Regions from separate parts of the Mus musculus genome. Here regions 2, 3 and 4 are each linked to region 1. A link is a contact called in public Hi-C and HiCAR-type data. All regions are on one chromosome and are shown on one strand. Each heading gives the region's core, a stretch centred on a gene start, on an enhancer-like site or on the middle of the called end of the contact. The rest is flanking DNA. Distances are from core to core; before and after follow the strand shown.

The links. Hi-C and Micro-C count contacts between places; a contact is called where the count stands out from the background. HiCAR-type assays count read pairs that join an accessible place to other places.
Region 2: a HiCAR-type map of astrocytes shows a contact between it and region 1, with 2.6 times the contacts expected there. The contact joins two enhancer-like sites. A contact is called at or near these places in 1 of 484 Hi-C or Micro-C datasets (cerebellum) and 1 of 115 datasets of contacts at active chromatin or transcription factors (astrocytes).
Region 3: a contact with region 1 is called in a Hi-C map of cerebellar granule neurons, with 4 times the contacts expected there. The contact joins two enhancer-like sites. A contact is called at or near these places in 3 of 484 Hi-C or Micro-C datasets (cerebellar granule neurons and neural progenitor cells) and 1 of 115 datasets of contacts at active chromatin or transcription factors (astrocytes).
Region 4: a contact with region 1 is called in a Hi-C map of cerebellar granule neurons, with 2.5 times the contacts expected there. The contact joins two enhancer-like sites. A contact is called at or near these places in 2 of 484 Hi-C or Micro-C datasets (cerebellar granule neurons and cerebellum).

The regions. Positions count from the first base shown.
Region 1 is chr4:82,929,627-82,936,457 of GRCm38.p6, forward strand. It overlaps Frem1 (Fras1 related extracellular matrix protein 1), which reads right to left. Exons shown (of 37, transcript NM_001198811.2): 26 at 6,346-6,547; 27 at 5,235-5,379. Gm33260 (a long non-coding RNA gene) reads left to right here. Exons shown (of 3, transcript XR_390683.3): 2 at 2,358-2,460. Among named protein-coding and RNA genes, the nearest start is that of Gm33260, 9.4 kb to the left of the region's middle. Within about 2 kb of position 4,860, at least 58 of the 459 cell types and tissues checked have an H3K27ac peak or open chromatin away from gene starts, as enhancers often do. A contact at or near this core is called in astrocytes, cerebellar granule neurons and cerebellum, where this site is marked.
Region 2 is chr4:82,379,840-82,387,030 of GRCm38.p6, forward strand. It overlaps Nfib (nuclear factor I/B), which reads right to left. Exons shown (of 12, transcript NM_001113209.2): 3 at 3,769-3,822. Among named protein-coding and RNA genes, the nearest start is that of Nfib, 120 kb to the right of the region's middle. Within about 2 kb of position 4,587, at least 88 of the 459 cell types and tissues checked have an H3K27ac peak or open chromatin away from gene starts, as enhancers often do. A contact at or near this core is called in astrocytes and cerebellum, where this site is marked.
Region 3 is chr4:82,321,811-82,329,347 of GRCm38.p6, forward strand. It overlaps Nfib (nuclear factor I/B), which reads right to left. Exons shown (of 12, transcript NM_001113209.2): 8 at 5,919-6,103; 9 at 1,735-1,900. Among named protein-coding and RNA genes, the nearest start is that of Nfib, 180 kb to the right of the region's middle. Within about 2 kb of position 3,366, at least 10 of the 459 cell types and tissues checked have an H3K27ac peak or open chromatin away from gene starts, as enhancers often do. A contact at or near this core is called in cerebellar granule neurons, where this site is marked.
Region 4 is chr4:82,401,018-82,408,212 of GRCm38.p6, forward strand. All of the region lies in intron 2 of Nfib (nuclear factor I/B), which reads right to left. Among named protein-coding and RNA genes, the nearest start is that of Nfib, 100 kb to the right of the region's middle. Within about 2 kb of position 3,829, at least 82 of the 459 cell types and tissues checked have an H3K27ac peak or open chromatin away from gene starts, as enhancers often do. A contact at or near this core is called in cerebellar granule neurons and cerebellum, where this site is marked.

The DNA.
Region 1 (6,831 bases), core at 3,610-6,109:
CACAAGCAGCACAAGGGTGGTCCAGGCACTTGGTAGGTGGAGCCAGCAAGGGATGCTACCTAGCAACCATGCACAAGTCATTAGCCTATGGCGAAGAGTTATGCTTTCCCACACTCCAAAAGTGTTGTCCACAGTGAGAGAGCTTGTTCTACAATTTAAAAAAATTGTGCTTTTGGTATTTTATTTTGTAGCTACCTGACTCGTGTATACGAACAAATGGAAAGAAGCATTCTGGGTTAGAAGGTCAGGTTTGGATCTGGGACATCAATCTAGGTTAATAACAGTGCTTTACCCTCTCCATACCTCAGTTTCCTTAAAGTACACTAAGGGCAAGTCACACTTCAAAGGAGCTAATGAGCATCCAGGAGTGCCCATTAAGTGTGGCAAGCGTCTTAGTAACGGGTTTCAGAGAAGCTAGAATCGCGATTAGGTCATTACTCCTATAACCAGACGGTCACTTAAAATCCAGCAGCATCTGACTTCAGAAAACTGAAATGCTAAAATATATTTTCCTAAGCATTCCAAGGTTTATCAATTCAGAGACGGAGCTATTAAGCCTGACAACCTCATACTTTGAACACCTGTGCTTCCCAGTTTTCATTTTCTCTTGATAATGGGGAGTGGTTAGCCAAGAGGCAACACAGAGAGTGGAACAAACACGCCCTTTGGAGTCAAGCACACCTTGCAAGCATTCATTAGTGTGGGAATGCGGTCAGTTCTTCCCGCTCTCTGGGCTTCTGCTTTCATTATCTTAAAATGAGGAGAATTACACTCACGTCAAATCATTAACATTAAAATTAGTTAATGTGTACAAAGCACCTGTACACAGTGGGTGCTTAATAAGTGCCATTTTCTCTCCCTTCCTCTGTGCTTTCCGGAGCTCGAGACTGGGGATAAGCGTGTTGACTCTGGGCTGGAGACAATGCTCAGGCATTAGCGAGGAAATGGCTTCAACCTCTCCCCTTACAAGGTGTTTCATAAAAGCAGTTTAAATGTTTAAAAGTTCGCCTGATAGAAATTCCTCTCCTTTTACATTTCTTTCAACTTTTCTCTTCTGAGGCCAAGACTGAGTAACAGAACAGCTGGGGCAGTTGTTCGAGAGGACAAGAATCAGTGATCAGAGAAAGCATTGGATGAGAAGGGCCAAGGGGATAACTTTTATTTTGAAGTTAACTCTCTCTCTCTCTCTCTCTCCCTCTCTCCCTCTCTCTCTCTCTCTCACACACACGCACACACACACATACACACACAGAAGGAAGTCCACATGAACCGTGTACTAAGAACATTACATTGGTGTACATTGGTTCCATTCTCTGGTCTACAGGGATGCTCTCAGTGAGTTCTATGGGCCCTGTGTGCCTTGCTTGGGCTCCGTAGATCGTTTGGACAGTCGAGCTGAGCCAGCGAGCAGAGCAAGCTTGTGAATGAGCAGTGCCAAGGCCAGAGCCAGGAAGAGCTATGCTATGCTCTCTGAGATCTGGATGTCAGGGTTCACATTCGGAGGCCACTCTTCCCCTGGCACAGAGATAGTTACCTCAGTGTTTGGAGTCTAATTTCCTTATTATCTTTGGAGGATTGTGTTTTTAAGCACCTAGCATGCTGCCTAGAATTTAGGCACTTAGCCAAATCTAAATCTTGAGGCAAGCATCCATGGATTTCAGTGTTATAAAATAACTTCTATTTATGGCAGTGTCTTCTGAATGCGTTCTGTGACAAATTGTCACCTGCACTAACATGGAGGGCGGGGGTGGGGGACTCTGGCCTGTTGAGGTGAGGTGAGCTACTTAATGAGCCCTTTCACAGAGTCTCAATAACAAGATCAGCTTGATGGATTTTGATATGATATACTTTTTTTTTAACCTTTAGAAAGATGTTTATTTAGCTCACAATTCAATAGGTTCAAAGCCCTCTAGATATGATATACTTAAACACACTCACCAACTAGCTAGCTGCTGCTAACTTGATTAATCTCACCCAGACCAAACTTTCCTATGTTTGATGAAATAGAGCATCTATCAATCCCTCAGAACTAAGAATGCACAGAAAGCACAAAAAGAAAGCACACTGTTTAGCTTACTGCGAATAACCACATGGATTGTTTGCTTTGTGAATAACCCTAAAATCAATATCTAATTACAGATAGGCTTTCATCTACCAAATGGTTCAGGATACTTCTTCAAACGGTCAATTGAATTAACATAGATACTCAGGGGAATTACTACTAGTAGTAAGGACCCCAAGATGCTTCCATTTGTGGGACCTCATGTATTTATCTAAAGTAACTATAATAGTTCCCTATTGTACATATGAGAAAGCTGTTGTGAGCAATCACTAAGTGCAGGCCTGTTCAACTCCAGATCCAAGGATAATTATCCCCACTATATCCCCCGGGAAGGAGATATGGAGACCACACGAACGTTGACAGTTGCTTTTCACGATTCCACACACACACAAAAACGGGTAAGCCTTAAAGTTCTTCATGGGAAAATATGTCTCTTGTAGCTTGGGTGGCCAATACCTACTGGGAAAGAAAGGCTTAGCTAGCATTAAGGAAGGATGAAGGGGGCAGAGCAGGGTGGCAGGCCACATGGGCTAATAAGGGCCGAGTCCCAGCTACCATACTAACCAGCTGCACGCGTGTGTAAGCCTCCTCCAGCTCTGTGCCTCTGTTTCCTTGCCTGCAAGTTCTAAATTATGACGGTTTTAGTGAATAAATAACATTAAGTAGAGCTAAAAATCATGAAATTCTAAATGCCTATGGTTCATATTGTGTGTGTAAGTAGGCTCTGACTGGTTGTTTTGTGACGACAAAACACTATTTAGAATTTTGTTTGTTTATTTGTTTTAAAGCCTCCCTCTCTTGTCCCCTTAGTGTGCGTGTGCGTGTGTGTGTTCAGAAGACAGCTCTTAAGAGTTGGATACGGGGGCAGGGGGTGTATGTTGGGGATTTAGCTCAGTGATAAAGCATTTGCCTAGCAAGCGCAAGGCTCTGGGTTCAATCCTCAACTCTGGGAAAAAAAAATTTAAATTAAAAAAAAATAAAAAAGAGTTGGATAGGGAAGTAAACTCAGGTGTTCCGGGCTAAACCCGCACCCTGTTTGTTATCAGAAAAATGTGTGTTTAGTTTCAGGAAAGAAAACCAAACCAAAATCCGTGTCTGCTTGGGCACAACTATTCCGCTCAAATACCGAGACAACGCAGAGCAATGTTTACTTCCATGAGCCCCCTCAAAAGGAAGTAACAGACAGGATGCTGGGCCCAAATCTGAGTTATTTTTGAATTATCTGTCCGCGGGCATCTTTCTTCACGGGTTTGAGCCATCTCCAGATGATAGCGTCATCTCCAGCATGAGCCTATGGAAAGAGATCTCTGTACAAGGATGCCTATGCCAATCTCAACCAGTCTCCTCAGAAGCCATAGCGCTGTTAACCACGTGATAATGACTCGACTGTGACTAACAACAAGGCTTGTAAAGGGTTCAAGTGTGGCGAAAGCTAGTATCATTGCTGGGGGTAAATTCTGTCACTCACACCATGCTGGCTGGCTTGCGGAGGGCCAAAGGTTTGTACTCACTCAGGGGCAGAACTGAGCAACACTGCATTTCAGTAGAACCATTTTTAAACGACTATAAGGCTGAGTGAAGTCAATTTGTTAACAGTTTTAGAATGTAGTCAACTATTTTTCTTGAAAATAACGTCTTTTCTTTTCTTTTCTTTTCTTCCTTTCTTTCCTTCTTCTTCTTCTTCTTCTTCCTCTTCCTCTTCCTTCTTCCTTCTTCCTTCTTCCTTCTTCCTTCTTCCTTCTTCCTTCTTCTTCTTCTTCTTCTTCTTCTTCTTCTTCTTCTTCTTCTTCTTCTTCTTCTTCTCTTCTTCTTCTTCTTCTCCTTCTCCTTCTTCTTCTTTTCTCTTAAGGTAAGTTATCGCTATCTAATCTTTAGCCCGTGATCTCCAGGAATCAGTTCCCTTAGGCAGAGGCAGTTTAATGGGTGTTTATAGCTTCAGGATTTTAAGTCCAGATACCTGGTCTTCCTTGTTCGTACCTGATCCCTAACACCCAGTGCTGTGCGCCTGGCATATGGTAACCACGGGACCAACATCGTCTGTGGGGTTATTTAATAAACCAGGCTGAGGGACTGCACTTGAACAGGCAAAAGAAGCCGCATCAGAACGCATTTCTGAGACAGGATGTCTGGGTTTGCTAGCAATGGCTGTAGCACTCTCTGGTGGCGAGTGGTGAAACTACACTACAGAATGAGGACACGGAAAATCCAGCCCTGAGAACATTTTCTCAGTTTCTCTTCCCGTTCACAATTCGACATAGAGGGAGCATAGTAGGGCTGTGCTCGTTTATGCTATTATTTATGTCTTGGATATGGTGAACACAAAATTTAGAACGAATTAAATGTTCTCTGAGGCGTCTGGGAAAGGCAGTAAATAACGAAAACGAATGCAGCAGGAGAAATGGACGGATGGACCTCATTGTGACCATCTGTCAGCCAGTAAATTATTCAAGGTCTATATCCAGAAGCATCTGGGAAGGAGGCACAGTCACTGAAATTATCCTGCTCTGTTAATCTTGTTAATATCACAGATTTGTTCTTGTTATGGCCACTATCCTACATCATATATATTTGTGTTTATAAATATCACTTAATATCCCCTCTACTCTATTTTTGTTTATACTATCTTCTTCTTGCCTATAAGGCTTGTTAACTTACAGAGGCAAGTGTTTTCTTTCTTTCTTTTTTGTAAGAAAGAATATATTTGGCTGCTTCTTTCTACTTCATCCCACCCCCACCTCCGTCCCCACCCACCATGGCTCAGAAGCCAGTCGTGACTAACACAGTCCTAGAGTGACCTCTGGCTGCAATACGAACACACACAGGCTTTGAGCTCAGTCCTGAAAGGCCTCCAACAGTCACTTCCCAGGGTGTGAAAGGCGATGCATTTACAACCGTGATAAAAAGGGTGCTGTTTGCTGAGCCTTTTAGTGCCTTTATAATCTGGGAACTACTGGTTTCTCCATCATCTAGAAATGATACAACAGAAATCCCCTCTCCAAAATAAATTGCATGAGCCTATGAAATAGTCCATCAATTTACCCTATTAATTGTAAAGGTTTACCCTGTAAACATTTACCCTATAAACAGTGAAAGACCTGGTATGGAAAAGATTATTTCACGTTCTTAATCGGATAAACGTGACATGCAGAGCCAGTGAATAATGGAAAGTTACCTCTGGGGAGTGGCAGTGTTCCCTGTGGGGTCCATGGCCTGAAATTCCAGGATATCGGAAGTCACTTGCAAAGAAGGGTTTATGATGTAAAGGATGGTCTTATGGCTTAAGTCCTTCTGGCTAAATCGCTCGTGGATGAATTCACCTACAAGCAAGAAATAGATGGATCTCTCATGGATAATCAAATCAAACATCACTTGAGAATTAAAAAACCACACAGCTGTTTTGTTTCAAACAGATTTAAGGAATAGAGTGCCGGGCTGGGGGTTCTATTCAGGCGGTAGTACTTGCCTAGCATGCATAGAACACACCCAAAACCCTGTATGGAGGCATACACCTGGAACGCTAACACTTGAAATAAAGAGAAAGGATGATCCAAAGTTAAAGGCTGTGTTCTACTACATATCAAATTTGAGGCCAGCCGCTACCTGAGACCTTGTTTTAAAGAGAGAGAAAAAAAAGCCAAAGTCCATTTAAAGAAAATTAGCATTGTTGCACCCATGCTCAGATACAAATAAGATTGACTCAAATTCCTCTTTAAGTTTGCTTTGCTTTGGAGATACTTGCCTTATAATCCTAAACTAAAGAGAAAGGGAATGGGGAGTTAATAAAACCTGTCGCCTCTGCCATCCTGTTTAATGAGTTGTTGTGATCATTGCCTTCCTGAAGCAGAGCTAATATAAAATTTAGCAAAGCTATTAGGGGAAAAACCATATTTTTAAAAAAGCAGATGATATAATTGGGGATTCATACTAGGAGAAAGAAATTAATCTCAAATATCAATCTCACCCTGGCACTGTGTTCTGAATAAAACACAACATGAAAATAAAACAAAATAACAAGTCAGTGAAGAGTTCAGCTACTGTGTGTCAGGAGCTGTTTCTCCTTATGAAGATGAATTTAGAAGATTCAGCTTCAAACCCCTATTAGCAACAACATTGATTTATAAACTGAGTCTATCAGCAAGCCCTAGGGAGCACTCACCAAACGGGCCTACCTACACTTACCTGAGTTCCTCTTTAGCTCTGCCAGCAACTAGTAGTTTAAAATGAGGACTTACAAGGACTGAGATGGAAAGTACACCCGCCCCCCCAAAAAAGATGGAAAGTACCTGTTGTTGTGTTCTCCAGACGTCCGTACAATGGGCCTCGTAAAATCTTAAAGATGATCTGGTCATCCTCTGTGTCAGGGTCTGATGCCTTCAGCACACGGGAAGTGATGTAAATCCCATAGCAGCCATTTTTCAAGAGCCCCACTTGAGTAGGGGAGTGCAAGTGTGTGATACGGGGCGCTGCCTTGTCCAGCTGATCCACCTGAATCACCAACGTAGCGTTACACAAGGACTTCTCTCCCTATGCTACACAGGGCTTTCCTGGCTCAACAATAGTGAACTCCTCAACCCAGAGATCGCTTGGAGTCCTTATCTGTTGATTTCTGCCGAAGCCTGTCTTGTTCACCCTATCCTAACAAATACAGAGACAAGGGCCAAGGTTTCCTTTCCATCACAAACCTCCACCCAGCTTTATGATGTCCCCTGTCTGAATTTCCTTACAATATTAGCTTTATGAAGGGACATACCACACCTTCCCACCCAATG
Region 2 (7,191 bases), core at 3,337-5,836, 550 kb before region 1:
TAATTTTAATCAAAGGAAGGCTCCTTTTTCTTAGGTAGTGGGAGTCTAAAAAACGATCTGTTCATGAGAATAGCAAAGAGAAGTGCTTTAGGATCTCAACAGCTATTAGAGAGTGTTGTGTACACTCCAAAATCCAAGGCTTAAAACACAGAGTGAAAGGTTAGGGGAACATGGGCCCCAGTGATCCCAGAAGGTGCCTAGTATCAATTCAGATGCTGAGCTATCTTCTCAGGCAGTACTAAATGGTTCTTGTAAGATTTGTGGCTCTCCTGTAATGACTTCAATGGGGGGAATCTACAAAATACCTTTGGGGAATGAACAACTTGCAAATTTGTATGACTCAAACAATTTCTTACACGAAAGCATTCACAACTCCATTACTGCAGCTGACAGAGATTCTTCATGTGATTTAATTAGTCATGTCTATCCTTGCTATGGAGAAGAGATTCAAGGTGGCTGACTTAAGGTCACACAAGATATGGCTCCAAGGCTCATATAATGATATAATGTCAACACACATGAAATATCAACACACACATAAACATACACACACATACACACACCAACAAAGTACACACTCTGGCAAAAAAGAAAGGCTATTAAACTGTACACCCATTCATTCCAAAATAGAAAATTCTGGCTAATGAAATGTGAAACACTTTAAAAAGTTACATCTGAAAATTTAGGATTCAACATTTCTTTACTGCTCTACCAACCAAGGATTCCACCAAACTGCAGCCTTCTTGAACTACAAACTGACACATCAACTTGGAACAAAGCCCAAATTAATCTTCCAGATTCCTGTTTTCTCTTGATTTCCTCCCACCCTGAAGTAAGCAGGTGATTCAGTTGGGAAAGCTAAAAGACCACAGAGCAAGGAATATAGCTACAAAGCAACCTGTCAAGGTACATAGTCCAGTGTGAAGGACACCAGGGTTAGCAAGAGTGGAAAGGGGGATGGGGGGAAGGCAGGGATGAAGAACAAAGTATAATGACATGTGTGAAACTGCCCTAATAAAACCAATTAGTTGTATATTAACTATTTTTTTAGAAAGTAAATATTTAAAAATACTGTATATTACAAAACAGAAGTTCAGAATCAGGAAGGTAGTAGAACCTCTGTCAGATAGCCAAGCAGAGTGGAGAAGGCGGCAGACGGTCAACAGATACATGAGAGCACTGAGTGGGAGACCACCTTCATGTCAATGGTCAGGAACAGATTCCATGAGCTGCTGTGACACCTTTTTCTAAGTTGCTGGGAACCACGCACTGTCATAAACAGTGGCTAACCCTATGATTTCCATATCTCTTAGTGGAAATCCTGCAGCAACACACAGGCAATGGAAGCCACCACCTGCAGAAGCCCAGCTTCTCGTGGAAGCAAGGGGATGATCAGTATCCACGAATGTGGCGCTAGTCGGAATTTTCCAATAAACAGACTTCTTGCACCTCCTGAGATGTTAAATCTCTGTGTGAAGATTTTATAGTTCAACCAAGTTCAGACAGAACTAAGAAAAGAAGACAGTTAGTGTCCTAGGACAGTTCTGAGCCACCAATGCCTAGGTTGCTGATAAGGTTTATTCTGGCTGACTACAAGACAAGAACTTTGATAAATTCAGGTCTCTTGTATTTAAAGTTGAAAACTATTACTTACTTCCAAAAGCCTGGTTTATTTCAAAATATTGCAGAATGTATTTTTGCTCTTATCAAGAACTTAATTCTTATAATGTTAAGAAATGTCATTTCAAAACAAAATGAAAATTCCTTACTAAGATCTATAATAATATGCATATGATGATATGCAAAAAGCATGCTAAATGATGGATGTTCCTTAATGGTCAAAGAAAATTCCAATTTTAATTTAAACTAGTTCAATTGTATTCTAACATCTTAACTTTTGACAGTTATCAAAATTAAATTTCCCCCAAGGAAACATAAAAGTGGGAGAAAATAATGTGTTCTACCTAGTTTCAATTTGCTTTACAAAAGCAGAAAATTTAGGAGACTATGTGGTATGCAGCAAAAGTAAAATTTAACCAACCTTCTAGACAAATACTAAAAATGCAATCCTGCCATTACATAAGCACACAAAGGTCACCTGCCTGGCTCTGCCCAGCTCCAGCAAACAACATTTGGGTGAACTTCTGCGCATGCTCAGAGCAAACAACACTTGGGTGAGACTCTGCACATGCTCAGAAAAGCACTTCTTATTCACTACTTCATTAATTCCAATCAAGTTGTTCAGATGCAAATAGCACAGCCTTTGTTTAGTCTGGCTTTTAAGGCTTACCAGCCCTTTTCTCCTGAAGATATTTTCCTCCCTTTCCTTTCCTTTCCTTTCCTTTCCTTTCCTTTCCTTTCCTTTCCTTTCCTTTCCTTTCCTTTCCTTCCTTTCTTTTTTTGTAAACTGTGTAGAGGGTTTTAAAGTTTTTTTTTTTAATTTAAATATTTTATGCTCTGCTCACAGTTTGTAGCATTAGAAAGTTTACCAACTAAAATCAATTCAGTGTAAATTTAAAATATACTAGTGCTTTTTATTGTCGGAGAATATAATGTGTATTAGATTAATACGTTTACCTTTGGAGTATATAACATTGAATTAGTATTTTCATCATCAGAGTATACAATATTTTCTAAACAATATAATTTTAAGAAGAATATTACTTAAAGTGTATGTAGAAAAGTAAATTTTCTAAGAAAAACATGGATGTAAGTTTCAAAAGGAAGAAATTTTTTTGGATTTTGGATTTTACTGAAAATATGTATAGCCATGTCTCTCTAGTAATATTATGAGCAAATAGTCTATTTTCCTGACATTTGGGAATACTTGAGGTATTTCAACTTTTTATTAGCCAGGCATCAGGATTTCGAAGCAATTGAGGGCCTGAGAAACTTCAGTTCTGACTTTTTGCACTGTGTGGTTTATTCTAATGAAATGGCAGGTGAGGGGTTTTTTTGGAGAGACTGAGGGGAGGTGTGGCTATTTGGGGTTTATTGTGTTTTGCTTTTTTCTGTTTTGTTTTGTTAAGAATATCTTTAGAACATTCTTTTAACAAAATCACAGATACAATTAAAATTTTATGATAATGGAAATTTGAAATTATTCTTTATGCTAATTTTACATGATTTTCTCATGGAAAACAAAAAAACAAAAACAAAAACAAAAAACTTCTTATAAATCCAAAGTCGCATGCTGCATGTTGAGAGAGTGGAACTCCCCAGTATAGCTAAAATGCATGCAGTCAGGCTCAGGTCTGAAACTAAAGACCAGACGCACCTTACACTGAAGACCGGGAATCAAAAGTCCTGCAAAAACCACTTTATAAAAACATAACCATTCAGTAGAAACTTTCTTAAAACATAGTGGGTAAACTATAAAAGAACAGAAATTACCAGATTTTTGTTTGGGGGTACTCTGGGGGCAGGGAATGTTTATTTTAAAAATGATTAAAAGGTGTTTAGCTTTTCAAATGCCTAAAACATAAAGCTAAGCATGTGTTTGAATCAGTTTCTAAGGATACAATAAATAAATAAATAAACAAATAAATAAACAAATAAATAAGATCTCGCGGCTCAGGTGAACAAAGATGGCTGCGGTGAGAAGCCGTTCCCGCTGTTGCAGAGGCCTCCACACAATCACATCTTGTCCCAATCCGACTGCCTGCCAGAACAAGACAGGCAGCTGACCAATTATGGCTGTTGATCTATACAGGGCCCCTTTGTTCTCCAACAATGTCAGGGTGCACACGTCCGGGGACACATATTTACCTGGAGGATTCTTGGCAGGATCACTGTGGCTTGGACTTCCTGATTGTCCAGAATCTGTAAAGAAATCACAGAATATGTTTTCTTTTTAATTTGTTATGAAAGAATTTCACAATACTTAGTAGAACTTTAAAAAAATTTTTTTAAGGTACAACAATGAGGTGAAGTGTTTAAATAAAGTATACTTTCCCAAGCTGTTCCATAGGAACATTTTATTCACCAACCTAGATAAATGTCTATACATATTTCTTCTCAAAGGGAACAATTACTGGCCCATAATGCTTTGAGGGTGGAGGAAGGTTTTCCTGCAATGAGAGGTCTGGCCACAAAGCCACTAAAACCGTTTGAAGGTTAGGCAAATAGCAAGGCCAGATAGTAGAAATCTGAAATAAAGCAGATACTGTCCCTTAAAAGATACAATCTAAAAATAATTAAGAATGCTTTTAAAAAAACCCAAGACTATGCATTTCTTCAGAGAGTAAAAGACAGAGAAACAAGAGCCGTCTCGTCTGGGTTTTCACAGGCAGGTTCAGCTATCCACTCCAGTAATCCCCCAACCTACTGGATCCCGGCCCAGTTCTGCCTGCATCCCATAATAGCAATCGATTTGCAAACACCAGGAAAAGCATAAATTACTAGGTAGAAAACCAACATGGCTTTGCGGAGAGCAAATTGTTGGATCAATTTAATCTCCATCTGCGAGATACAGGCAGGCTCTTAGATAAGGTGGAAGGGACGGCCACCTTCATTTCAGAGCAGCTCTGTCCTATGTCATTCCTTACCAACACCACAGAAAGGGCTCAGAGGACAGGCACTGTCAGCCAGTGTGCCTGCCCTAACCCATTTACGGTACTGTGTTTGGCTTGATCCTCTACCTCCATGAACCCTCTGCATTTATCTGCGTCATCTGGCCTGGGTTCTTACACACTTACTGGCAGAGAGTTGCTATGAAATCTTTTATTGGCTCTAGCACATAGGTTTTGTCTCCATAGCTACACCACACTAGGAAAGAAGGGGCAGAGAGCCTGTCTACCTCTTTGTCTTCCTGGGGCCGTTCATGGCGTGAACACACTAGGCTTGCAGTATATGCCAGAGAAATGGATGGCACAGATTCAGCAGCCTTCACTGCTTGCCTACAAAAAGGCAATTTTGAGCACAATAGTGAATCTCAACAAAACGTGGTACTGGTGGTGTCACCAACTGCTATAAACTCATAAGTCTCTTCCTCAAAACCTTGCCCTTATACTTGAAGCAAGGAAGGGATTAAATTAAGCAGAAAAGCAGACTCCTTTTGTTGTTGATCAAGCTACGTGGTTATGCCAGGAAAGTGGTTAACATACTACAACTGCTCTTCAATCCTAAAGGTCGGAACACCCTGCTAGTCTATGCCTGTATAAAACTTGGTTATTCATTTCTGCCTTTGACTCCTGCTTCCTAGGTCAGACTTAATGGTGAAGAAGAATATAATCCCTCTATCCTATTTCCCTTTTTTCCCTTTGCTCTACAGTAAATTTCATGAAAACAGCACGGTTATTTTTGTGATTCTCACAATGACCTTCACCATGATTCTTACTTCACAAAATGGAGGAAAAGAAACTGGAAAGATCTGACTGCACTGGCTAGCTTCTCCTGCAGCCAGAAGCCAGTTCTCTTCTCCAAGATCTTTTCTCTTACTTTTTTTTTGTGGAATTGAGGCAAGACTGACATTTATAAATTAAGAGAAGAGTGTTGTTGCTGTTATTATTGTTGCTGTTGTTGCTGCTGCTGCTGTTATTGTTGTTGTTGTTGTTGTTGTTGTTCCTTTCAAAGAGAAGGCCACACTGGCCACTTTTCAAACTAAGAGTGTAACAATTGCAATGAAGTGTTAAAACTGTTTCGTTTTGTTACTGCCCCTGCTGTTTCAGCTTTGAGCTCACCTCTTGTCTAGTACATAGGTTACCTAAGAGTTTACCTTTCCAAGGGAGTCTAACCTGTTGAGATTCCTACTTACAGGGTCAGACTCAGAGGCCAGACTCTCCATAGTTTTTCGATTTCCTCTCTGGAGCTCCTTAACACGTACAAACTGTCCAACAAGAGACTCTAGAAACAGCAAGAAGGGAAAAGACTGCAGCTGTCCTACGCAGGTGAGTGGCAGGGCAGCCTCACACTAGAAGCCATGGACTTTAAACAGGAGCCTTATCATGTTTGGCTACAATGTCTGCAAAATGTCACCCCTCACCTTCATTGCCTCTACTGCTAAACTTCTGTCCAGTAGAATAAAGACCAGTGTCTCTTCCCCGAGAATCTGCTTATTTGCCAGGGTGCATCCTTCATGTCCACAGTGTCACACGCCCCACTGGGGCAGCCTTTCTCACCCTGCCCCTCCCCTTCTTATGTGTGTTAAAAGTTACATTCTCCTCTCATTTCCAAAAGCTGTACATCTGTGTCTTCAAGAAAAAAAATCACTATTCACTCTAGAAAACAAAACAAAACAAAACCACTATTTGCTTAGAAAAAAATCACTATGGACACCATAAGATTTGGGAGAAAGCTGAATAATTTTGTCACAAGCTTGCTTTCTACAATGAACTGGTGCTTGCTGCCCCTTGCCCCCAGTAACAGGTTTTCTTTCATACTACAAAATATGTACCACCTCATGAAGCCAAATAGCAAATACTGTGCCCCCAAAAGACAGATAAGGGTCCCAGAGAGGGCAAGTGACACCCTTACTTTTCATACTATGAACTCTAACACTGCAGTCCCCTCTGATGTCACCTCAGATCAGTCACTTAATTCCAACTGCAGGAGAGGGAAGTAACCAGGGAGCCATAGTTGGCAGAGAACCCAAGAATGAACTGTTATTGTGGTTGACTTCAGAGAAGGAATTTTTCAGACCACATCTAAAACCCCCGCAAATCACCACCCAGGTCAAATTACTCCAGTCTCAAAAGTTTCATTAACCACTTCCATCTCTCTCTCTCTCTCTCTCTCTCTCTCTCTCTCTCTCTCTCTCTCTCTCTCTCTCTGTGTGTGTGTGTGTGTGTGTGTGTGTGTGTGTGTGTGTGTGTGTGTGTGTATGTGTGTGTGTGTGTGTGTGTGTGTAAGGGAGGTTATGCTATACTGAATACTAGCTCTGTTCCTCTCGAGTCATGTGATCCTGTACAAAATCGGTTAGCTTGTAGAACCTTGCCCCTTAATCATAAAAACTGCAATAATATGATCTACCTCAAAATCTCTGGAAAGATTGTGCCATACCAAGCATGGAGCCCTACCTAGTTCAGCTACATCCTACACCATCAATACGCAAGAGATATTATTAACAAAATGGGCACATTAAAATGTGCAAGATTTTAAGTGGACTAACCCTCAGAAAGAAAAAGAAAAAAGGAGGAAGCTAAGTTATCTCCACAGTGATGTAGCACCTAGAATTATCTATGCTGGGTCTGT
Region 3 (7,537 bases), core at 2,116-4,615, 610 kb before region 1:
GTTTTGTTGTTGTTTGTTTTCCCCAATCATGTAAACAGGCTTCCTTGGTCTCTAACTTTGGAGTGAAAACAAAACCATGTTTATATAATCTAGAGATTTCTTTTGGATGTTTTAGAAATTTTACTAGGCAAATCAAATCTCTTTTGGACCAACCTCTGCATGAGTATACAAGCAATTCATTATCAAACAAGCTGAAGGCACCAGTCAAAGGACTGTGGGTTACCTGGGCTGGGAGCCCCCACTGAACTTCAGGTATGGTTTTCACATCAAAGTAGGCAGCGCCATAAGTTTCTGGAACTTTGGTATTAATCACTTATCCTGAGATAGTTTTTTTAAAAATCATTTTTATGTGCTTTTGTTTAAACTGTCGCACTTAGGTCAAAGAAGCCTGATGCTTGCTTTTAAAACATACATATAGTGTCTTAGTGATTGTACTATACACAGAAAGTATTTAAAAGAAAAGTCTCATCCATCTTTGCATTCAGAGAAGTGCTTACTGGGGTGGGACTCTTTGCCAGTGGGCTAATTTCCAAGCACCACTGATGAGGTAAGGTGCACTCCAAGCCTATCTCCACTTCCCAGTTTGAAAGGGCTCGTGAATTCTGCTAAATAAATGATGAGTATGGACTGTGCTCCTAAGGTGAAAAAATATGTTATCCTTTTTTTTCTTTGAAAAGTTTCTAGAAGTCATTTTAAAAAATAAAAATGAATGTTTTTCTGATGGCTGAGAGAGAAGGGAAAGAGACTAAGAGCCAGTGGTGTCTCTGACGGTATAATCCCATAAGGGAGTTCCCAGAGCACAAAGAATGCCCTTGCTCTATGCAAGAAAAATCATTGGGATATAAGGCACCCATCACAGGGAAGGAACATGCTAGTGCCTCTCAGATGGAATCTCACCATTTGCCAATCGGTGCGTACCAGCGCCCTCTGAGAAGCTGGAAGTTTAGGTGAAGCCATTAGGAAATCTATTCCGTATATAATTCCGAATATTCTACATGATGAAGTGGAGGAGTCACTTGGCTTACTGATGTGTGCTACAGAAGTATACTGCCTAAGTCTGACATTTACAATGTGTGTTCTGTAAGGATACTGCCTAAGTCTGACATTTACAGTGCTATGGCCATGCCAACAAAACTCAGTATGATTGTAATATGATAGCCAAAATAACCAAAAGATTTAAAGAAAACATTGTCGATCATGTAAGTGTGGGTACCTTACACATACCTTATCCTAAACTTCAGTGTCCTTGCCTGTGCAGCACAATGGCTAACTACTTCTCGCAGAGACATAACCTACACTGAGGTAAACATGTAATTGTCTTCTGGAGACACTAACTCCTTTCGCTTGGGGGAGGGGCTTGGTTTCTAGAAATGCTCCAATAAGTAATAATTATCTAATCTCTCTTTGGGGGATGTAAAAACCTTGGTGTATTGTGCTGTGTTGTTGGTGTAAGTTCAATGTCTACCTTGAACAAGCAGGCATGGGTTTATCACTTTTATTATAGCTGTTACTCAAAAACAACAATGCTTCTCTCCTGTCAAATATGATGTGTTAATAGAAATTTGATAAGAGAGAGCATGTGACAGCTGGGCCACATACATGCCTGCTAGCTCCACTTAAATGAGAAATCTCCATCTGGTCAGGTAGCCAGAACGTCCCTGTGTTTGCCACCTTGGATCATATATCCAATGGTGCCTTCGATGGACATTTCTCATTTCCTACAGAAATACTTACTGGTTGCTGTAGGTGAAGCTGCCTCACCTTCAGTGGATGTAGTGATGGGTTTAGTATCTGTCATGGTCAGGGTCACAGGTCGCACTGCACTGGGATGGGGAGAGGGTGCCAAGACAGGTGTGAAATGGCCAGGCACTTTCCCTACTACTTGACCACTGCTGTTAGGCTACAAAACAAAAACAGAACGCCGGGTGAAGCAATCCAAAAGACAGTCATCCTGTCCAGCAACTCCTCTCAGTATACACTCGGGGATTCTGCACAGGGTAGAGAGTCGCCATACAGGCCCTCTCAGGCCTGCGCTGGGAGCTGATCAATGTTTAATAGTAAGCAGCAGCACACACAGTACTTAAAGAAGGGTTTGATCATCGTTGCACTTTGCACAGGTGACTTCCTCTTTACAGCACCCCTAAGAGTCCAGTTGACCTGACCCTCTCATGTAGTAGGCTGGAAAACACACACGGAGCCTGGTGCTGAGGTAAAGCTACAGTGGAATTCCTTACTGAATTCTCTGCAGTAAGAACCCAGCAATCCAACGTTCTGCTCCTCCTTCTCGGTTTCCCTCTTGGTACAATGTTCTCCTACTGAACGATGGACAATAAGGGACACAAGAACGTCAAGAAATAGGAAACATGTCCAACACTATGTAGTTTCCATCACGTACAGTCATTTCCTATGCATGTAAAAATTCCAGCTTCCTCTCTCTTGCACACAGGTATTACAGGACATATATTTCAGGTAATTTAGACTCCAAGGTGTCCAGTCTACTTTCAATGATTTGCTGATGCAAGCAAACAGAATGAAATTTAAAGCATCTAAGATTTCAGTTGCAAACTCAGTTATAAAATGTGAAAGTAAGTCAGGCATTATGCTTCAGAATAAAATATCCTCAAAGGAATGTCTCTGATGTCCCAAAGTGGACACAAGGAGCATCGAATGCACACTGCCCTTTGTGGCTCACTTTGCTGGGCACGAAGAGTTACATAGACATTGGTGGGAATTAATGAAGAAAATGCTCTCTCCAGTTTCACAATTTAAATACATGATTACTTGAATTTTAACCACTCAATAATTTTTTTTTGGTAGGAGACAAAAACATTGATTTTGGGTACATTAGAAAGCCTGGAATATATTATTCCAGGTAGAGAGTGCCAGTGTTATTTATACTCACACTTCACTGCATGGTCTTTCTAACAATTTCCTGGCGCGTATTCTCCCCAAGTGTATGTTCTTTATAATCCCAACTTTGCAAAATAAAGAAATCAACGAAACACGACATGTCTAAATATCAACATAAACACCATAACTGACTATTTCTTTAGAGAAAGATAGATAATAGCGCTTGAATATATTGACTTAGAGGTATGGATTGAGTTTGGGCAGGTTACAGAGGGGTTACTTCTTCCTTTTTATTTTTAAAAATTAACTCTGAATATCCTGACAATTCATCATGGGCACTCTTAAGTATTTAACTTTATGTTGGGAAAATAAACTGGAGTTTTTCTCTGTGGAAACCTATGGGAGAATTATATCTTGTTCAAAATATTCCACTGAATAGCATGACTGTCTAACTATAATTGGTGCAGCACTAATGGAATTAATCTCCAGATGGCTGTTGGGAGGAGAAGGCATCTCCTTGCGTAAGAGTCCAGATCAGCATGGCCCTGAAAAGCAGCAGCTGACGACAGGGTTTGAGAACTGTTGCTCACACTGCATTTCCAGCATTGGAAAGGGGCAGAGCAACAGTCTTACCCCGAAACACAAATCAACTGGCTTTAAGTTTAAAATTAACCATCAAAATGGGTATAACATTCTTTTAAAAAAAAATTCTGCCATTCACTATAAAGACCCATTTTTGTGACAAGATCAACTTCTGGCTATGGGAAGATTATAAAAATTATAAATGACTGCTTTGTGTATGTCCTTGGAAAGAAGAAAGCTCTCTCTCTCTCTCTCTCTCTCTCTCTCTCTCTCTCTCACTCTCTCTCTCTCTCTCTCTCCCTCTCCCTCTCCCTCTCCCTCTCCCTCTGTCTGTCCCTCTCTCTCTTGCACGAGTGATGCAATCAACTGCAAAAGTGTTTCTGCATGTTGTTCACCAAAACAGTCCATACCTACCTGAAACAGAAGTCAAATAGCTAGAATCTCAACACACGCCATCACTGATGCTAAGTTTGTGCAGGGTACACTCTGTCTACAGGAACAGACAGGTGCTCTCCCATCCAAAAGTAAGAAAAGGGACAAAGAGTGCCTAAGCCCATGCAGTCGTCTCTAAAACACCAGGGTCAAAGGACCTTCCACTCTTCAGGTTCACACCCATTTAAACCTGTGAAGCTACAATCTGAAGATGGACAGCACCAGCAGTGGGCTAGCCTAGTTATCGTCTCTCCCAGTATATCAAACTCTCACGGGTTTTCTTCTAACTGTTGGCTTCCAACAGAGAGGGGGGCAGGATGCTCTCCTAGAAGCTGCATCTTTACTTTGAAAACATAGAGGAAAAAAACTGAGACAAAAGAGGCAGATTATCACCTAATATGCACTCTTAACTTATACAGAAATCGAAATATATGTAAAACAAGTACTGAATAATTAAAGAAATGCGTAACACTAAGGGCCTGATTTTAATTTGCATAATTTTCCCCCTAACAGTGCCTAATTAAGACATCAGTTTAAGAAAAAAAAAATCCAATGGAACTCTAAGATTTTCCACACTGAATTAACGTTAAGGACTTTTAATGGATGTCTTAATTAGACTTTGTTATTCATGGAAATTCTAAACAAATTAAAATCAGACCTTGTGTGCACTGTTCCCAGCTGAGTCTAGCAAAATACACTATGAAACAGACTTTTGAATCCATACTCTGGGAGCAAATTTCGTTTCTAAACTGGCATCCCAAGGTCTTCCCCCACTTCCTTAATTGTCTGCAGTCTCATCATCAGTACGTCATGTGGACTTTTTTTAAAGGCACAAATACATGTGTTTAACTCCAAAATGTTAATATTTGATTTTATAATTAATTAGTAAAACTAAAAGCAAAGGTAACTTTCTAAGCCACACAAGGGGTGCAGTATTTTATGTTTAAAATCAAAGCATCCAGAAAGGATCATTCTGCTTTATTTAACAAACTAATACAAAAAGGTTTTTTCCCTGAGCTTTATATTTAATACACATATACTCATATACTCTAATCTTAGTACAGCTTAACAGTGGTATAGTAAAATGTTCTATAGATTTCCCAAAGTCGTAAAAGTTGTTGTAAATGAGCAAGGTTTTTTTTTCTTCTTTCATTTTTTCTCTCTTTCTTTCTTTCTTTCTTTCTTTCTTTCTTTCTTTCTTTTTATAGATGAAACAGAAAAAAATACTAGACATAAGATCAAAATTACAACAGAGACCTGGATACTGTAACTATGAATAGACTCATTACTGGCACAAAGATCTTCTAGCTGGCTGAAAAATCACCCTGCGCAGAAGCCTACGCAACATCCTATCACAGAAGAAACCATGCATCTAAACTGAGAAATGCACAATAAGTTACTATACTTACACAATGATTTCCTAAAACCACTATATGATGTTGAGACAGAGAGAGCGAGACAGAGACAGACAGACAGACAGAGCTAGAAATGTCATTTTATTAAATATAAGTCACGTCTCTGTAAAGAGTCAAGGAGTCATCAAAGGCTGCTGAAAAATGTTTACATTACCAAAGCTGATGTTAATGCCGAATAACTGGCCTGTAAATACAGCTGTAAGCTCTTTTGTGGGTGTTTATTTTAGCACATACCTTGCTCCTGCCTGAAATAAGCACTTTGTCTCTATGTCAAACCAGGTATTTCCAAGGTGCAAACTCGAGCTCAGAGGTTTTTTGGCAATGAACATTCTGCATAAACTTTCTTCCAATGAAAACCCAAAAACATTAAACCCCAAACTTCTTCATGAATGTATCCCTTTGGGGCAATGCCCTTCCTACCTGTCATTCAGCCACCCTTTCAATAAAACAAAACAAAACAAAACAAAACAAACAAACAAACAAAAAACCCTTATCGAGTTGACAAGAAGCTTTCTGAAGACAGATTGTGAGGCTTGATGGCCCATGAGGCACACCGCCTGGCTAAGCTCTCACTTGGAAGGAAGTAGACCTGCCCCACGCCCCTCAGGTTCTATCTATCTTGTTTTCTCTTATTTTTACCTGGCTCGTTTGAGGACTGGATGGGTCATAAGAAGGTACGTAGTTCTTCAGAGTATCCTGAGGATTCAGGTGAGGAGGATATCTGATTGTTGGATGAGAGAAGTAGCTGGAAGGTGCCGGAGGAAGGATAGCTTGCGTCGGAAATGGCAACGGTGAGGGCGGAGGTGGAGTTCGAGTTGAGATGACTGCAGAACACAGAAAACAGAGCCTGGCTAGTCAGTGCATGGCCTTCCCCCGTCATTCACTTCCAACGCGGTAACACTGGAGAAAATTCGTTCACTTGTTCCCATAATTAAACAAACTACCTTTCATGTTTTACTTTCTCAATGCTGGCCCTGCTAAGGACATAAAGACATTAACTCCACCCTACATAACAAACCCATCTCTCTTTCCAGATCCACAAGCAAAACTTTAAAAAAAAAGCTCTTGTACAGATTAGGGTAGAACTATAAAATCAACAACAAGTAAGTGAATTTCCATGCAAGGTATACTCATCAACTACAAAGTCTTTGTCTCCCTAAATCTGGACCAAGTTACAGCATTAATTAGAGAGAAGGAGACGCACAAGTTTTCAACTACAACTCAAAATAGAAATGCAATTCAACTTCAAATAAATCATCTCCCTATACAACCTAGTTGACAGTTGTTTAAAATGGAAGACAACAGTTAACAGAGCAAACTGTCAGATCATGAATAATGATCTGCTTGCTATGTAAATACTCTTGAACATTGGCACATGGGGCTGCACTCCTCCAAATGAAGGTGATTCCTTTCAGAAGCAAAAGATATTTATCCCATGATTATCTTATTCTGACTCCAGTTGTTACTATGAGGGAACATCAAGAATAGAAGCCACAAAAATGTTAACTAAAAATTTTTATATGGGGCAAACATGAATTTACCCACATATTTTACAATAGTATGTTCTACTTGCAGAACGTGTTACAGAAAATGTGTATTGCCTGTAATGTTCAGTGGTAGCTTTCCACAATAGTATGATCATAATGTATAGTTTTGAAAATTAATTTTTAAATCAAATATAAAATGTACTTTAGCCTTCATTTCTATTCGGTTGCTGGAAATAATTATATAATTAGTAATTAAGACAACAAATATATAGAGGTAAAGATTAAATCTCTATTGCATTAATACCTTGATCCAAGTCATATGAAAATACAGTATTCAATATTTTAGATAACAGTCCAACAATGTGAAAACTAAGTTCTTTTAATGACTACAAACGAAGAGTGTCTATAATCATCATCTTCAACCTAGTGGTTACGTGAAAAAGAAGAAGGGAGAGGGAGAAAGCTTTAAGAGACACTGACAACATCCCTCAAAGAAAACACTCAGGATATAAAAATTTAGGAGTGCACAGTGCAGAACCACAAATTTAGTTTGTCAGATCTAGCATACTGGTCCTTAGGACTTGCAGAAGAATGGCAACAGAATACACGGTTGAAACGTTCTCTCTGTGTCATCCTTCTACCAGATGCACTGTGGAGAAGAACCAAACACTTCTTAAAAACACAAGTTCTACTTAAGTGTTTCTTTAAGATGCACACCCACTTGAAGTATAATTTAAGGAAATGCAAATGTTTGTCAAAAAGTTGAGCATC
Region 4 (7,195 bases), core at 2,579-5,078, 530 kb before region 1:
ACAGCAAATAATAAAATTAAATTGAAAAGATATTGCAAACACCTCTCTCTCTCTCTCTCTCTCTCTCTCTCTCTCTCTCTCTCTCAAACTGGAAAAAGAAACATCCCACAGAACTTTCATCCTTGAAGAATTTTCTCCCTCAAAAAAAAAAAGTTAATATAAAAAAATAAATGAGGACCTAGTATGCTTGACGCTGTTCTGAAGTAACACTGAGAAGCAAAATAAAAAGGGAATATTCAAACACTACCTGAGCTCCACCTCATAAGGAAGGATCAAAATTAATCTTCCACCCGGCATCAGAGCCCAGGGATGCCTGACCACCACCACCGCTTGTCCCATCAGCCACAGGGTGTCCTAACTGACTTCAGACTCCATATATCTGGAACCATCAAAGGTCCATCCTTTTGTCTTTGGGGACCAGTTCCATTGTCTATGTAAGAGAAGTTTTGTGGTGCCTCTCTCTAAAGTGGATGGCTCTTTCTCTACTGTGGGACCCTTTGGTACTATCACTGCCTAAGAAAATCCTTCCATGAGGCCCACCTCCTGGTTCCTTCCTGCCTGTAACCCCAGGGCAAACTCAACCAGCTCCACTTTGCTAAATTCTACTACTCATTGTCTGCGATTCCCAATCCTCTATAGCTAACCCTGCTCTCATTTGAATGACAAAGTCCTTATTGTCCTTATTCCAGCAGGACCTTTTGCCCACTCTCTCCCATTTCAGCGAACCAGATGAACCAGAAAGACTTGCTGGAAACCCCTCACCTCAAAGCCCTACTTCCAGGTGTTGGCCCAGCTCTTACCTTCTAAGGCTCCTCCCCCTTGTTTTGCTAATTGCAGGTCTCCATGCTCTGTACCCATATGGCTTTCATTACTGAAATGTCCTTACTCTGACGTCAGACAAACTCCAATTTCATCTTTAAAGTGCTTGATTCCCTTCATCTGGTATATTCTTCCTGGCCCTCTTTTTGCATCCACCTAATGAGACCACCCTGCAGGGTCCACATCACTTCCCTCCCATTCTAATATAAGGCTTTAACACTGTGTTAGGGCTGGTTGTACATGTGCCGTTTCCCTCCATAGTTGTCACTGACCATATCCTAACATATCTTTTACAGTCTGGGGCATCTGTTTACATTGCAGAAAGGGCGTTATCTTAAATATCCTATCCATGGAGAAATGGGATGAAAAGCATCCATTCCCTTAGGAAAGACAAAACAATTTAAAAGAAAGATAATAATGAGCTACCTACCAGCTTACACAAACAATTAACACCCAGTAGTGAGATGCTGGGGCTGGAGAACTGCTTAGAGCTACACCGACTGGGTAGCATGCATGAAGCCATGGGTTCAGTCCTCAGCAACAGACAGAAATACATCTAATGCATTTGGCCATTTGTTTATTTTTAGAGAATTGAAAACCAACAATGTTCCTTCCATATATCATTCCTTTCCATAGTTATTAAAGCTAGTCACTTGGGAAAAATAAATGGTTTGGCTTAAAGCTTGTAAGTAAGGCTGGGTGTGGTAGCATACACCTTTAGCCCTAGCACTCCAGAAGCAGAGCAGATAGATTCCTGTATGAGGCCAGCCTGGTCTACATAGTTTGTTGGGCCAGTTACATAGTAAGACCCTGTCTCTGAAAAACAAATTATAAGGTTAAAAATAAGTAGACTTCATATATTTTAAAAATAAATTGACATTATCCCCAAAGAGATCCAAAGCACATCAGAACTTCCCATCTGTTCACTGTTTTCAGCTACTAACACATCGTTGGGACCACAAGCAACAGACCACAAGTGCTGGTTTCCGTCTGCAAAGCATCACGGGTAAAGGTGACGAATCAACGAGACGGCCAATGAGAGAGCTGCACGGAAGCTGTACTAGTGAGACAGGATGTGCGAAGAGTAGCTTAACACTCACTGCCCTCTACCATCTTCAGTGGGGAAGAATCTATGGGCTAGTTGGGAGGTTAGAGAATCAAATTAGTAATTATCTCAAGTTAAAACACGATCATGTGGTCTAGGACCTGGAGAAAGACTAAATGAAAGACTCTTAAAAAGTCCTAAGAGAAAACACCATAAAAACTGGTTTCCTATTACTACACCCACCATTAAGAAAAAGAAAAACAAAAAAAAAAAAAAACGCTACCTTAAAAAACAATCATAACCAGGGGTGGGGAAGTGGCCAAGGGCACTGGCTGCTCTTGCAGAGGACTCAGGTTTGCTTCCCCATGGTGGCTCACAACCGTGCACAACCCCAGAACCAGGGGATCCAATGGTCTTCTGACCTCCACAGGTATTACGCATGCCTGTGGCTCATACACATAATTACACACACACACACACACACACACACACACACACACACACACACACACACGCATGCGCACACGCACTCGCATATGCTCGCATACATGTAAAACACTGATACATATAAATCTAAAGAACAGAAAAAAATTAAAAAGAAAAAGATCATAACCAAGACAAAGTTTCCAAGCAGTAATACAGGAAATCATACATTTTAAAATCTGTTTTAAAAGAACATGCATTGGTATGTATGGCATGAGTATGTATGTATGCACGGCTTTCCCTAATTTTGGAGAACTGTATAAGCAAATCACTGCAAAGACACCTCGTTGACTATGATGTCATATTCCTTATTTGGAGGGGGTCTTTTTTTACAAAGTCAATTAATTCTAAATTTAGCTGGAAAACCCCCCATGACCTCTACAATTTTTTTAGGTTAGCTAAAAAAGATCTATTGACTGTCTTTGTGAGCAGAACAGTTGAACGCTACTCTAGATAGAAAATTATTTCTTTCAGTCTATAAGAATAATTATCACGGCGATCACACAATTATTATAATTATATCTGTAAGAACTGTTATCGGGAATTTGTCTCTGAAGCCGTCTCATGCATTGCAGGGGACATTTACCCTGTTTAATGATCACCAACACGAGTGTCTTTATGCAGCTACATAAGCGATTTTACCTCTTTCTATTAATATCTTCTTGCATGCTTTGGGAGCCAAAGGAGACAGCCCCCACATTTTTCCCCCAAAGCAATTCTTTGAGTCAAGCCAGGACTGTGGCATTTTCGAGACAGAAAGCTACACTTCCCCTTCATGGCAACCTAACATCCACAGTGTGCTTTCCTAAATGGATGGACAGCGCCCCCCCCCCAAGCCCCTCAAATCTGTGTTTCATAAACTGTACTCTAAGAGAAGTAGCAATAAAGTTTATTACAGAGCTAAAGTATCTGCATAAACCCGGTTAATTGAAAAGTGGGTGGAGAAGGCTGCCAAATTAAATGTTTACATTAGCACAGCTGTATTGTAAAAACATTCTGCCCCCTGTGCTTTGTAATTATAAGATATTTCTGGACTGTGTATCTCTACAAAGTTTATCTCCACTGCCAAGAGTGTCTTGGCACGGAGTGGCTGCAGCTCTTGGCAGCCAGGGCTCTGCGCGGGCAGATCTAAAATGGCTGCCAAGCGGCCTCCTGAAATGTCGCCGGCCTGTGCCTGGCCAGGGCAAAGGCCACTGCGGCTGGGCAGGGATGCAGACTGTCACAGAGCCCAAGGGCATTTCCCACACGGATAAGAGATGGTACCACAACGTACTGTTTTGTTTTGCTCCCTAAAGCTGCTTGAGAAACCACAAAGCATTATTTGAAGGCTACAAGTTAGAAACGCGAACACAGGGATCTGGTTCCAAATTCCATCCCTGTCACAGGTGAACCCTCAATGCCTTCCGCTAATTAAAGCAGCTCATTTAGATCTGTGTGAGAAGGTAAAATGAAATCCTCTTGATCACACTTTACTGTGGAAGCCCATGCACGGGCCAGTTGCCATTTGCAGTGGTGAAATGTGCCTGTACTCTGAGCCCCAACCCAGTATTCGTGTTTAGAAAACGCAGGCAAGATCAATTGGCTTCTCTTTTAGAGGCTGTGGTCCTTTTATATCATTCAAATAACATTGTAAAGAATCCCCCCCTTTTTTTTTTTTGCTTTTCTCCAGCAAACACCTTGAATTTGAGGAACTGTCTATATTACAAATCCCACCTAATTGAGAAAAGTGAAATAAAACCCAGAATCCTTTCATCTCTGCAAGGCACAGGAGCTGACTAAGGGGGCAGTGAGAAAGGGGGGAGGGACAAAGGCAAGAAGGAAAGGAATGAGGAAATGAAGGAAGAAGCAGGAAGTAGAGGGGGGCTGTGTGAAACTAAGATGCATTGATTTCTTCATGCTAGGAATATATAAAAAAAAATTGTAAAGGACAAATAAAGGAACTAGCCCCAGAAAAAATGTCTACTGTCTCTACCTCTGTCTCTGCACACCACCCCTCCCCTCTCAAAACTGAAATCCAGCTAAAATGCTGTGTGCCCAGATGTCAAATGTTGCAATAATGAGACCATTGGGCTTTTCTTTTAGGGAGTTCCACAAGTTTAAGCTCGGGCTGTGAGACACCTTAGGCCCCATGTGCTATCCTGTAATCATTGGCAGTGATGAGGTAGCTTCGGTTGAATCCAGCAACCACCTGTGCTGCCAGAATTCAGAGGTAAAGGATGAGTTCCATGGAGCTGACAGAGTGGTGGCACTCATTCCATTTATTGTGATTTGTCACTATGTATCCTGCGTTTCTACCTTTAACTATATGGCCCCACACTGCTTTCCTTTCCATCCCCATTGTAATGGGGGAAGGCCTAGCATCTCTCTAATGCAATACTGCGTATGTACACACGTCCATGCATGTGTGCTCATCTGAGCACCAACGTGTGCAGGCCAGAGACAGGCATCAGGTGTCTTCCTCGATAGCTTTTCATCTCAGTCTGGGGAGGCAGGGTCTCTCACTGATGCAGGAACTTTCCTCTACGGCTACACTGGCTCTCCTACAAGCCTTGAAGATCCTCCTTGAGTCTGCCTTCTGGCATTGTGATGACAGGTGCGAGCCATGCCCAGCTTGGAGCTGGATGCTTAGGATCCAAACCAAGGTCACAACGCAATCAGCTTTACTCACTGAGACTTCCTGAGCCCTTTCCAAGGGTGCATTATGCGTACTCTTTGTTCTCCAGCATTCCCCTAAAATTTCTTAAGATTTGTTTATTTCATGTACATGAGTGTTTTGTCTATATGCATGTATGCATACCACACACATGCCTGGTACCTATGGAGGCCAGAAGAGTAGCAACAGAACCTGGACTTACAGACAGTTATGGGCTGGCATGTGGGTGCCAGGAATTGAACCTGAGTGCTCTAGTAAGACTAGCCTGTCCTCTTAACCATTGATCTATGTCTCCAGCCCCTCCATGAAAATGTATACAGCAGGACAATTTCTCATCATGACTATGAATGACTCTCCACATAAGACATTTAGGCACCCTTAGTCTTTTCTAAATTAGTAGTCAGGATGGTAAATATCACAACCATGTGCCGACGGGCCACTAAAACACAGACTGATAAAGTCAATGTGTTCAAGAGAAAGGCGTCTCTGGCTTTCCTGCCGACTAACACTCTTGAAGCTTGAGCCACTGTGATTTACTTTCGTGAGGTTTTAGGCAGAGATTCTGCTACCTTGTCATTTTTTTCCTTGGGAGTTTCCAAATTCCAAAACAATAATCTATCCATCAATCATTCACCAAATGATGGTTGCTCGCCTCCTGCACAAGGATTCAGATCTGGGAGGAAGGACTTGGCAAGGAGGACGTTGCTTTACAAAAACACTCAAGAGTTTGGGGACCTGTCAGACAAACCTACTGACAAAATGGCTATATTTTCTAACCTCAAAGAGAACCCGAGGTTCTAGAAGTTGTACACTTCATGTACTGTCAAGTACACAGGACAGTGCCGCACATATAAAATGGATACCTATGCCTGAAAGGGCAGCAGTGTGGATAAATGACAGATGTGTAAAGCCATGACGAGTATTCTACCCATTCTGACTTAAAACACTCATGTCTCCTCCCCAGCGGTAGTGCAGTTAAATCAGGCCGAGTGAGAGCCACTGGTCAGCTGGTCTATGTCCACCACCTTTCACCAGGTCATACATGGATTTCTGTTCTCACAGGAACAAGGAAAGTGGGCTCTGATCACTGATCAAGGAACATGAACCAAGCATTCTCTGCTAATACATGAGAAAGCAAGGAATTGAACCCAAGAAAATCTGACTCTAGAATCCAATTTAAATGACTATTCTTCCTAGTTTGAGTGTTAACCACTAGATACACACACACACACACACACACACACACACACACACACACACACACACCAAAAACAAACCAAAAACCTGCACTGCAGATAAACAAGTTACAAGGCGTCTTGGTCAATTTTTGACATATAACTTTCCAATTTTCCTGACAGCGACCGCCGCTGAGTGCAGGGTGCTGAGTGTGGTAAGCTGAAGTTGGGGTTTGTAATGTGCACAGAGACCAGAAAACCCCACTGCCCATGGCACGCCACAAATTGAAGCCTGCACTGGCACACTGCAGTACAGGCCAAGGGCCAGTAAGCATGGTAGCCTCACATCAATAGCAACCTCATCAGCTGCCACCCTGCTTACACCCACAAACTTCCCAATCTCCCACCAAAGTCACGGAAACTTCCACAGGATCCCGTGAGTTCCTGCTAAGTCACATTGCCCAAGTCTGATGACTTCCATTTTTCTTTGTATGTAACTGCTAATGTCGTCTTTGTGGTACTTTCCCGGGGCTGCCAGGCTGATCCTTTTCCTACAAGTATGGGGAACAGCTAGTTCCCACTGTTCCACAGACCTCCAACACCATCTTCGGCATGTCCTCAAACATCAAGTCCTCCAACAAGAAAGACTTCCTTGCTTCAGTGGGCCTGGTCACACAGTACTGTGAAATTCACAAGGCCAAGTGCCTCACTTTGAAAAGATGGCAAGCAGTGAAAACAATGGTGGAAATCGAAGTGGAAAAGAGTCTTCACTCCCTGCACCCCAAGTCACGTGGGTCATCTAATGCCTCAGAAGTGGTGGCAGAAATTAAGGTCAGATTTGTAGAAGCCAGTTCAGATTTTATTATTTCTGAAGCATAATATTCTTCCTCTTGATACTTGTTATTTACCCAAAGGTTGTTGTTTATTTATTATTTTCACAGAGCCCTTCAAGAGTTCTATTAATGGAAGGGTATAGAGGTCCTCCAGTTTAATGACTATGCTAAGAAAATCGTTTTGGGG